Regions from separate parts of the Macaca mulatta genome. Here region 1 is linked to region 2. A link is a contact called in public Hi-C data. All regions are on one chromosome and are shown on one strand. Each heading gives the region's core, a stretch centred on a gene start, on an enhancer-like site or on the middle of the called end of the contact. The rest is flanking DNA. Distances are from core to core; before and after follow the strand shown. Region 1 holds the start of P2RX3 (purinergic receptor P2X 3). Region 2 holds the start of YPEL4 (yippee like 4).

Region 1 (5,578 bases), core at 167-2,666, 320 kb after region 2:
CTAACTCCTAACAGTCAGTGGCTTGCTGCCTCGAATGCACAGACCCATTGTCTCAAAGAACAGCATAAGATTGGAGACCCACACCCCAGGAAAGAAAACCTTCGAGGTTTCTGCCTGTATTTCCTGGTGCCCACCAGTGCGTGGAAATGACCACAAGAAGGATAGGACCTGCATTCTCCCCCAGCCATTGTCTGCTCCAGAGCCCTTTGTGTGTGCGTGCGCGCGCGCCTGTGTGTGTGTGTGTGTGTGTGTGTAGGTGTGTGCTTCCAGGCGGTGGGGGCTGAGAGGGGATGCTTGCACCTTCCTGGCTCTTAAGCAACTGCTAGGATGGGTTACATGGCACCGGGTCAGGGAGAGGTGGGGAACTTAGGCTTTTTGACAAAGGGGAGCATTTCTGGATTCCTGGAGAGGAAGCTGCACTGTGTTCAGAAAAGCTCCTTTTCTCCTTGGCCACTCTTCCCTTGGGCCTGTGTTTGCTTCCTCATCAAGGGGCAGTTCCCTCCTTGTCCTCCCCTTCAAGAGCACAGCGCTTCTCCCTTGCCTTTCTCTCTCTCACCATCTCACCCATCCATGCCGGAAGGAAATTCCTCACTCTGAAATGGGCCCAGTTCTCTCTTTCCCTCCCGGCCACCAACTTGACCAACCTGCCACCACCCCCTTGTCTCAGTACCTTCCCTTCCCTATTTCTGTGCTGTCTTGTCTTTTTGAGGCCCCGAAGAGTTGACTGAGGGGAATTTGAAGATGTGGGAGGGGGTCTGCCTGTTCTCTGGTTGGAGAGATGAGAGCAGGGAGGGTGGAGATGGAGCTCCTGAGCCCTCCCTCGGTGGAGGGCAGTGCCAGGGCAGGGACCCTACTCCTCCGAGTGTGCGTCTTGAAACCACTCTCAACGCTGGAGGATGAACTGGGAAAAGAATTCATCTAGGTGAATTCAGGTCCTAGGTGGGGGTGGCAGAGGCCAGTCTTTAGGACTCGGCTCCACAGAAGAAAGTGTTTCCCCGGGAGGGGAGGAGCTCAGGAAGCTGGATGCAGGTTTCTGAGGCAGGAGGGTGAAGATGGGATGCCAGGCAGCCCACCCCGCCAGGGACCTGAAGGGCCACAGACTCACCCCACAAAGTAGGAGATGATCAGAAGCTGAACTACTCGGTTGATGATCCCGATGGTCCAGCTCTTCACAACCACCGATTTGGTGGTCTCATAGGTGAAGAAGTCGGATATGCAGTTCATACTGAGAGAGTGCTCAGGGGACACTCAGAAGGGGGCCCAGTGGTGGCCTCAGGAGAGGGAGGTCCCACAGGACAGGGAGACAGGATCACGACCTGGAGGGGGCAGCTTAGAGGGGTCGGAGGACTGGGGAGCCTGTCCCTTTAAGCCAGGCAACCCTAGTCAGGTTCTCTCTTCTCTTGATACTCTGGCTTCCAAGAGACCAGGGCGGGGGACCCCCTTTTTGTTCGTCTCCACCCCACTCCCCTGTGATGTCACAGCAGGGGTGGGGTCTCCAATCCTGGGCTCCTGATTGCCTGGGATGTAGCTGGCTGGAGCCCTCTGGGACTAATGTTTTATCTGCACTCTGTCTACTGTTTCTGTTCTGTTCTCTTCTGCAGCATCCTCATCCCAGCTCACCAGCTGCTCACGCTCTCCCTAAAGCCCTTTGCAATTTCCCGTCCCCTAGTCACCTAACAGCCTGCCTGAACTGAAGACCGCCTTCATTCCTGAGTGCCAGCCAAATTCCACCCAGTTCTGCAGCCGTCCCCTCCTTTCCTGAATTGCCCCCAGTGGCATGGGTCAGGGGGAGAGGGTCTCTTGAAAGTTTTTCTGGGTCTTCTGGGGTGTGATGAGTAAAGACTCACATATTTCTAACTCCAGTTGGTAATGAGTTTCACTCTACCTGTAGCATAGCAGTTAGCACTTCTTTTTTTTTTTTTTTCAGTTTATTTATCAAAATCATTTGTTAGATTATGTTTTCCCGAAAGGTTGGGGCTGGGTCTTTCTTTCTTTCTTCCTTCCTTCCTTCTCTTTCTTTTCTTCCTTCCTTCCATTTTTTTTTTCTTTTTCTTTTTCTTTTTTTGGCAGAGACTCGCTCTGTTGCCCAGACTGGAGTGCAGTGGCACGATCTCAGCTCACTGCAACCTCTGTCTCCTGGGTTCAAGCAATTCTTGTGCCTCAGCCTCCCAAGTAGCTGGGATTATAGGCACCCGCCACCATGCCTGGCTAATTTTTGTATTTTTAATAGAGACGGGGCTTCCACATTGGCCAGGCTGGTCTTGAACTCCTGACCTCAAGTGATCTGCCTACCTCGGCCTCCCCAAGTGCTGGGATTACAGGTGTGAGCCACTGCGCCCAGCCAGGGATGTTTTCGTCTTGTTCAAGTTCCTCAAATCCGAGAAGTGTGCTAAATTAGTCATAGGCCCTCAATATCTATCTATTAAACCCAGTTGAATTTATATTGCTAGATAATGCTGGAATAGCCACTACTCAGAGGTTAAAGCTATGAATTCAGGGGAGAAGGGTGCATTCCTGTTGTCTCTTACCTCAGGATTGAGTTAGCAAGCTGGTGTACTGATTGTCAGGGAAATCTTGAGTTTACATATTCTGTACTAATGTCTTCATGTAGGACACATATCATCAATCATTCTGAACATACAGTCACTGTGATTATGACAGAAGATAACTGGACTGGTGGTGGTAAGGAGGTCTGTGTCCTAGCCTTGTTGCCAACGCACTGAGACCCTGGGCAACTCACTCCCCTTTGGGTCTCAGTATTCCCATCAGTAAAAAGAGGTTGGGGTAGAAAAACTAAAATATATTTTCCAGGTCTGGTCTCTGATGTTGCAAAAATGCACTCTGGGACTATATGAGGGAGAGCTGGCTTCCGCAACCCCAGGATGATGTGGTTTCAAATCAGTTCTGGCTCCAAAGTGAATCTGATACCAGGACTTGAACTGGATACGGCCATTTGTCAGCCTCTTGGGGGGACCTATACATTTCGGTTAGGGATGTGAAAATTTTGGGTGTAGACGGCGAACTTGACAGGTCAGCCAGAAAGCAGTGCACCCACGGTGACACCAACACCCGCATTCTCTCCGCAGCCAGTGCGAGAGGTCGTTTCTTCCCACAACTGTTCAAATACTTTTCTTCGTGTTCCATCGACTCCTCTCCATGACACAGAAACTATTTTGCAGAGAAACGGGCACGCATCATTTCAACACACACCCCCACCCCATTCCTGTACTAAGCTAAGTCTGATACAATACAACTACACAATTTCTCTTCAGTATCTAGTCTCCACTGAAGAAGTGTCTGTAGTTTCTAAAGAGCCCTACACAAATTTTCTAGGCAGATTCCACCCGGCTGAGAGAGACTTCACGGCAACCACTCTTCCCTCAGGTCCTCCAGAGTCGCTGACGCTCTATGCGACTGTCTCGCAGGCGGGCCGGGCTCGCGTCTCTCTAGCCAGCTCGTCGTCTCTGTGGCCTGTGCACGGCTTCCGGTGGCGGGACGCGGGGCCGCGCACGCGGGAAAAGCTTCCCCGGTGTCCCCCCCATCCCCCGCCCCACCGCGTCCCCCCAGCGCGCCCACCTCCTGCGCCGGGGCCCTCGCGAGGCTGCAGCCTGAGGAGGTAGGTGGTGGTCGTCCCCCGGTCCCAGGAAGGCAGGGGCGCCCCTCCCCCAAGGGACGCTCGACATGGACCATTCCGCGTTCGAAACCGCGGGGAGCGGGCGAATCCATCCTGTGGGGCGGGGGTGAACCGGAGGCCCGCGGGGTGGTGGGAGCGCTGCGAGGGAAACCCTGCACTCTGAGCTGGATTGGGGCGCGTGCGAGGTGCGGGCTCCGGGCTGACCCTGGGGTTCCGCTGCTCGTTGCCATGGCTCCCGCCAGAGCGGCTAGAGCGGGCATCGGGTTGGGTGTCAGCGGTATTCCAGGCCCGGTTCTCCACCTGGGCTTAGGCCTGGACCCTCGAGCGCTGCAGCGTCCGTCTGTAGGTTTCCAGGCAGAGGAAATCCTGAGACATCCCAGGCGCAGTTGGGAGTTGCTGCTGTGCTCCATCCGTGAGCACAGCGAGGTGCTGTCTTTCATGCTTATCTGTCTTCCTCTTGAATTTAGATTCCCAACCTGCTGAGCATCCGCCCACCCACTCAGGAGTTGGGGCCCAGCCCCCAGTTTACTCGGTTTCCCTTGTGCAGCCTGGGGCTCTGCCCAGGCCACCACAGGCAGGGGTCGACATGGCAGAGACACTGGAGTTCAACGACATCTATCAGGAGGTGAAAGGCTCCATGGTGAGAATGGCTTGGGCAGTTGATACAAGTAGAGAGAAGGAAGGAGGGTAGAGTTTTTGTCCATTAACGAGAGCTTGCTTTGGTAATGTTATTTTGGAAAAAGAAGACTCAGTATAACGTGTACCTAGTGTCTCCCCCAACACGAGGCAATACTGAGAGATAGTCTCAGAGTTATAGGGACCGTATATGCTCTTCAGTTCCCAATTCCTGTTTTACAAATGAGGAAACTGAGAATCTGTTAAGGATTCTAAATACCAGAGCCTGGTGTGGAATCTAGACTCCTTGCACCTCAGCTGTTGCTCCTGCATTGACAGTCTGCCCAGCCCACTCGCAGCTGGAAAGTGTGTTGGGTAGAACTGGACCCAGGACATGCTGTGTACTGTCCCCATGCATCTGGGCCTGCTTTTCTTACAGAATGATGGTCGACTGAGGTTGAGCCGCCAGGGCATCATCTTCAAGAACAGCAAGACGGGGAAAGTGGACAACATCCAGGCTGGGGAGTTAACAGAAGGCATCTGGCGCCGTGTTGCTCTGGGCCATGGACTTAAACTGCTTACAAAGAATGGCCATGTCTACAAGTATGATGGCTTCCGAGAATCGGTGAGCTGTCCCATAGCTATAAACCCCCTTTTTACTGCATCATCTTGTTTTAATCTTCTAGAGACTCGAGGTTCCTTCCTCATGTAACCCTGTGATTGCTAGTTTGGGCTCCTTAGAGCAGGACTGTGAGGCCATGAGGCAATCAGTGTTCGGCTTTGAGTGTTGAAGTCTTGTGAATTTCTGTGTGCCTTGACTCCAGAAGATTTTCTTCTGTCTTGATTTAGATACTAGTTTCTACCTGTGACTTTTATCAAGGTTCAGGATCTTAGCTTGATGTCTTTTTGTGTTTTTTTTTTTTTTTTTTGAGACAGGGCCTCGCTCTGTCACCCAGGCTGGAGTGCAGTGGCGCAATCTCCGCTCACTGCAGCCTCTGCCTCGTGGGTTCAAGTAATCCTTCCACCTCAGCCTCCTGAATATCTGGTACCACAGGCACATGCCACCATGCCCAGCTGATTTTTCATAATTTTTGGTAGAAATGGGGTTTCGCCACGTTACCCAGTCTGGTCTTGAGCTCTCAGACTCAAGGGATCGCCCACCTTGGCCTCCCAAAGCGTTGAGATTACAGGCATGAGCCATTGCGCCTGGCTAGCTTGATGTCTTAAAGTGTGGGTTTCCATTTTGAACTGCTTGAGTTAAAGGCTTTATTTGATTTTAATTTCCACTTTCATTAAAGTAATACCTATACAAAGTTTATAAAATCAGAT
Region 2 (6,091 bases), core at 2,149-4,648:
ATGTTGGCCAGGATGGTCTCGATCTCCTGACCTAGTGATCCTCCTGCCTCAGTCTCCCAAAGTGCTGGGATTACAGCCGTGAACTACTGTACCTGGCAAGAATGCTGTTTTGTTTTTGTTTTTGTTTTTGTTTTTTTTGAGACGGAGTCTTGCTTTGTCGCCCAGGTTGGAGGGAAGTGGCGCCATCTCAGCTCACTGCAAGCTCCGCCTCCAGGGTTCACGCCATTCTCCTGCCTCAGCCTCCGAGTAGCTGGGACTACAGGCACTCACCACCACGCTCGGCTAATTTTTTGTATTTTTAGTAGAGACGGGTTTCACCGTGTTAGCCAGGATGGTCTCGATCTCCTGACCTTGTGATCCGCCCACCTCAGCCTCCCAAAGTGCTGGGATTACAGGTGTGAGTCACCGCGCCCAGCGAGAATGCTGTTTTGAAATGACACTAGGGTTTACTGCCTATCATGTGCCAGGCACTTTTCAGGCATTTAAATGTTATATCACTTTAGTTTACATCTCCATGAGGTAAATATTATTAACTTCATTTAGCAGAAGAGTAAGACTAAGGCACAAAGAGTATCAGTAATTTGCCTAGTGGCTCCTGCCGAGTAATTGGCACAGCTAAGATTCTAATTCAGTCTCTTTGAAGCCAAAGCCAGACACTTGGTTCATGTCTGAAGATGCAACTCAACCACTCTGTTAATCAGGGTTCTCTAGAGGGACAGAATTAATGGGATAGATGTATACATAAGTCGGAGTTATTATAGAATATTGACTCACATGATCACAAGGTACGGTCCCACAGTAGGCTGTCTGCAAGCTGAGGAGCAAGGAAGCCAGTCCGAATCCCAAAGTTGAAGACCTTGGAGTTCGATGTTCGAGGGCAAGAAGTGTCCAGCATGGGAGAAAGATGTAGGCTCAGAGGCTAAACCAGTCTGGTCTTTCCACATTCTTCGATCTGCTTTTATTCTGGCTCAGTTGATTAGATCGTGCCCACCCAGACTGAGGATGGGTCTGCCTTTCCCAGTCCATTGACTCAAATGTTAATCACCTTTGGCAATACCCTCACAGACACACCCAGGAACAATTCTTTGCATCTTTCAATCCAATCAAGTTGACAATATTAACCATCACAAGTCCACCCCTTGTCAACTTGAACCCATACACGTCTCCTGAAATCATACATAATCTTCAAATAAAGACAATAATAAGGTCATAATTACGCTTAACATAATACAGCTATCCTTCGTACAACCGGAAACACACCAATCCCCAACCCAAATGCTATTACATAGAGGTAACAACACTTAAATGCTGATATCGGCCGGGCGCGGTGGCTCAAGCCTGTAATCCCAGCACTTTGGGAGGCCGAGACGGGCGGATCACGAGGTCAGGAGATCGAGACCATCCTGGCTAACACGGTGAAACCCCGTCTCTACTAAAAAAATACAAAAAACTAGCCGGGCGAGGTGGCGGGCGCCTGTAGTCCCAGCTACTCGGGAGGCTGAGACAGGAGAATGGCCCGAACCCGGGAGGCGGAGCTTGCAGTGAGCTGAGATCCGGCCACTGCACTCCAGCCTGGGCGACAGAGCGAGACTCCGTCTCAAAAAAAAAAAAAAAAAAAAAAAAAATGCTGATATCAAGTCAGTAAGTCTTATGTCACATGATAAAGGCAAAAGAAAGGAAATAAAATGAAGATATTTTCTTTTTTTTTTTTTTTTTTTTTTTTTTTGAGATGGAGTCTCGCTCTGTCACCCAGGCTGGAGTGCAGTGGCCGGATCTCAGCTCACTGCAAGCTCCGCCTCCCGGGTTCACGCCATTCTCCGGCCTCAGCCTCCCGAGTAGCTGGGACTACAGGCGCCCGCCACCTCGCCCGGCTAGTTTTTTTTGTATTTCTTAATAGAGACGGGGTTTCACCGTGTTAGCCAGGATGGTCTCGATCTCCTGACCTCGTGATCCGCCCGTCTCGGCCTCCCAAAGTGCTGGGATTACAGGCTTGAGCCACCGCGCCCGGCCAAGATATTTTCTTAGTACAAGTGTATATATGCACAAACATGTTCCTAACAAAAGGAGGAGGCAATACTCATGACAATTACAGTCTTCATTTCTGCAACTGGTCACGTGGTCATAGCTTGTATTGATGACTACTTTCTTTGACTACCCATTCTGTATTCCGTTTGCCTTCAGCTAGCACCTCAGCAGATTATGTTTTTTTAACCTGGTGGAGTGACCCAAACCTTGATTCCTGAAGGGTCTGGGCTGTTTGTAATCCTGCCTGGATTGGGCTGTTGTAGTTTCCCATTGACCTTAATCACAGGGCATGGTAATATTAAGAGACACCCTATGGGATCTCCTGTATTCCATGCATACTTCCTTACCTCCATTGTGGAGCAGTAGACTGATTTCATCTTGATAGTCTGGGTCAGTCACCCCAGCCAACACTGTAACTCCCTTCTTAGCTAGTTGACTTAAAGGTAAGAAGAACCCAAAGTGGACAGGTGGCAATCTTAAATTCCAGTTTAATGGAATCATTGTTGTGTCTCTTGGTGGCCACGTTCCTCCCTCTGGAACTAAGACCTCTAGGCCAGCAGAACATAATGCCGCGGAAACAATTGCTATTTTGGAAACATCTAAATGCATGGGTCTGTACTAGGCATTGCGGTCCTGGGATGTAGAGAGGAATTTCCCAGAAGGCCTGTCTCAGGAAGTTTACAGCCCAATAGAAAATTTCATATAATGTAGGTGTCTCCATTCATGAAGCACACATAATTTGGAGGTAGCTGTTAAGAGGTTTCTGCATGCAAAATGTCATATTGGGTCTATGACTCCTTCAGGAGTATTAAACTGAGGCTTTAAGGCTTGGTACAAGTTTTGGGGCACGGTTTGCCATCCATGACAATTAGTACATCTGTCTTTTCCCTGCTTCAGGGCTGGTGTCCAAGCTGAAATGGGAAAGTGTATCATCTTAAATGTGTGTGTGCTGCCTCACTCTGCATCCATATCTTCCTTCACCAGCCTTGCCACCTCCTTTCCTCTAGCCCTGCCACCCTCACTGCATCTTTGCCCAGCCCTGTCTTCCCCCAGGTTCTTCCTATCTCCTTGGCCACACTGCCTTCCTCCTTAACAACTTGCCTCTCCCCTTGCCCACCATCGCCACCTCGTCCCTCGGCCCCCACTCCTCTAGCCCCATCCTTTGATGCCTGCCCCCTCCCTTCCTTCCGACCCGCCTCCTGTGTCTCCCAGCCCTGCTCTGACGTGGGAGGTGAGGGGGGGTGGGGGGATGGATGACTCACAGTGTTATGATGCAGTTCCACAACACACAGCCACATTCACCCACAGACCGAGGTACAGAACGAGAGACAACCTCTGCCCCCCCAGCAGCTGGCCAGCTTTGCAGCCCCAGTCTTGAGTCCCCAACTACCCTCCCCCCACCCACCCCCATCCCCTTCCCAATTGAAGGAGCGGAAAGAGAAGAGAGAAGAGTGAGCAGAGAGATTGAGAGATTGAGAGAGAGAGAGAGAGATAGACGGAGATCTCTGGAGCAGACCTCAAGGTGAGGGGGCAGCCCTTCTCCAAATGAATTTTTTTTCTCTTTGCAAATTTCCTCCTCCTGCTGCGTGTTGCTTTCTCCCCTTCGCAAAAACATTATTCATCCACCCTTTGTCCTCCCTTCCCCCTCCCTGCTGCCTCCGCTCCTCTCTCTCGGTTCTTCCATCCCTCTCCAAGCTCTGACGATTCCCGCACTTATTTCCCGGCAACTTTGGCTGTAGCATCAGGCATTACTGTTTATTGTTTTGCTGCTGGTGCAGACCCCCAAAGCCTGCCCTGGGAGCTGGCAGTGCTGCTAATTATTTGGACCATACCATACTGAGAATACCAGCCCGGGGGATGCCAAAACCTCAGAGCAGATGAGAAAATCCATTGTGAGCAGGTGTCCCCCTCCCTTTCTTTCCCCCCTAAGAAGCACGAGATTCGCACCTGGTTCCTCCAGCCTCTGCCTCGGCGCCTCTGTTGTCAGCTGTCAGTTGCCCCCGCCAGCCCTCCCTCTCCCCTTCCTCCCACGGTCCAGCCCCATCTCACTTCAGGGGAACATCTCTCCCCAGCACTCGGCTTGCCTTTGTTTTTTCTCCAGTCATTTGCCCAACTTGCTTCTCCCTGTGATCCGAGATGGGTGAAAAAATGACCCCTACTCCCCTTTCTGTGATTCTCTGGCCTTCCTTGCAGCCTCTCCTTGGCTTGACTGGGAATTAGGGGAGAGGGAGGGAGGCGTGACGGCTGGAGGCTGGAGAAGGAGCCCAAGATTGGGGACCCAAGCTGCCCCGTTCCCCATGCCCCTTGAAGGTGTTTCAAGGTAGTGCATGTCAGAGGGGAACTCGCAGGCAAAGTTGAAGGCAGACCTGTGAAGCAGAGACTGAAAGGTGGTCTCTTGGCAAGGAGGGCCCATTTCCTGCAGCCGGAGCCCAATGTCACCCTGAACTCAGCCCAAGGTGTTTTCCTGGGGCCCAGCCAGGAGGAGAGGACCTGAAACTGAAGATAGTCTCTATGGAGGTTTTGTGGAGAGACTGCCTGGCGGCCTTCAGAGAGTGGAACGGCTGGGTGCTTGTGGCCACTGCGGACGACAGGACGAGGACAGTCTGTATGCCCTGGCTAACCGCAGCCAACACTGCCTCGCCTCTGCTTAGTGCTCTAGCATTGCCAGAGTGCCCAGCTGGCATCTCTGAACCAGACTTAGGCTAACCACCCACAGCGGGCTGGGAGCTCTATGAAGCAGAAAGCAGCAGCTCACCTGCTTATCGGAGCCCACAGGGGCCACCTCCCTTCTTATCCTCTCCTCCAGCACCTTCAGCCACTCGGAAGCTGGCGCGTGGGCAGAAGGCAATCTTCCTCTATTCCTAATCAGAACCCAGCAATTACTTCATCTTCAGTCACCCACAGTCACTGCTGTTTGTCCCTGCCCCCTGGGAGAAGGTAGAAACATTTTCTGCCTTGTGCCCCAAAGCACAGCTGTTAAAAATGAGTCCTCCTTCTGCTGTTCGTTGTGGCCGTTGCTCTCACCCTACCACACAGCCCTGCCCAGCCCAGGAATCAGGCTCCTCTGACACGCTACCCATTTCCCATTGGCTCCAGCTGTCAGATTGCCTGAAGAAAATGTATTTTCTGCCTAAGTCTTTAACCAAGGGCTAAGGCAACAGTTAGTAAAGAATAGGAAAGAGAAAGACCAAGGGGCCCAGAGGCTGGGAAGACAGGCAGGTGCTTATTCTGGGCCAGAATGAGTGAACCAAGGTGCGGGAATGGGCGGCCACATGTGAGGGCTTCCGTACTGCTGGAAACAACTATAAAGTTCTAGTGAAGAGCGCAGGACCCTGACCTCAGGAGAGAACTGAATCAGGGTTTGTAAACCTGCCTGCATGCTCCTCCTCCCCTCACCTTACACCTCCCCCGCCAAAATGTATAAAGGATCAATTGTATTGCAAACAAAGGCCATGTAAAAGAAAGACCTTCAGGCATCCCCAACTCTTAAAAGACTCTGATCCCCGGAGACACAGTGCCTACCAATGCCTGTGCGATGCAGAGCCTCACGAAGAACTGAAAACCAAGGAGAGGGCACTTGCAGATGACGTTGCTCCCATGGCAGCGTCTGTGCTCGTGGGCTTCTCTCTGTGGAAAATGGTGGAGGCTGCTTCTGCCCCAGGAGGGAGAAACACCGACTCCCTGGCTTTGGCGCCAGAAAGGATCGGCTGCCAGGTTTGCCAGAGCAGGATGGGGATCCAGGGGACAGGGCAACAATGCAACTGGATGCCGAGGGGGGATCGATGGTGATGGGGGAAGTAGAGGTATGGGTGAGCTGAGCCCCTTTTCCTCCATTCCCTCAGGAGGGGCCCTCCTGAGGTCACGGCTCCCCTGATGTCCTTTCCCCTCTTCCCAGGTGACTTCTATTTCTATCTGGTTCTCGTCTGGGGGGGCCCTCGCCGGGCAGCCCCCCAACACTTCTCCTGCCCTGAAACACGGCTCTAGCCAACCTGCTCCGCTGCTTCACCTGCGACCGTCTCTGCGGGGGCTGCACGGCGCCAGCCCCTCCAGCCCGCCAGGGCATTGT

Evidence for each region. A called contact is a pair of places that touch in the nucleus more often than the background predicts.
Region 1: a Hi-C map of fetal cortical plate shows a contact between it and region 2, with 3 times the contacts expected there. The contact joins the promoter of P2RX3 here to the promoter of YPEL4 in region 2. A contact is called at or near these places in 5 of 14 Hi-C or Micro-C datasets (CD4 T cells, blood, fetal cortex germinal zone and 2 more).

Annotation. Positions count from the first base shown.
Region 1 is chr14:16,068,008-16,073,585 of T2T-MMU8v2.0, forward strand. P2RX3 (purinergic receptor P2X 3) reads right to left here and starts at 1,417. Exons shown (of 12, transcript XM_001103269.5): 1 at 1,106-1,417. The coding sequence starts at 1,224. SSRP1 (structure specific recognition protein 1) reads left to right here and starts at 3,546. Exons shown (of 17, transcript NM_001257891.1): 1 at 3,546-3,616; 2 at 4,102-4,274; 3 at 4,689-4,874. The coding sequence starts at 4,221.
Region 2 is chr14:15,744,790-15,750,880 of T2T-MMU8v2.0, forward strand. YPEL4 (yippee like 4) reads left to right here and starts at 3,399. Exons shown (of 5, transcript NM_001261807.1): 1 at 3,399-3,547; 2 at 5,921-6,091.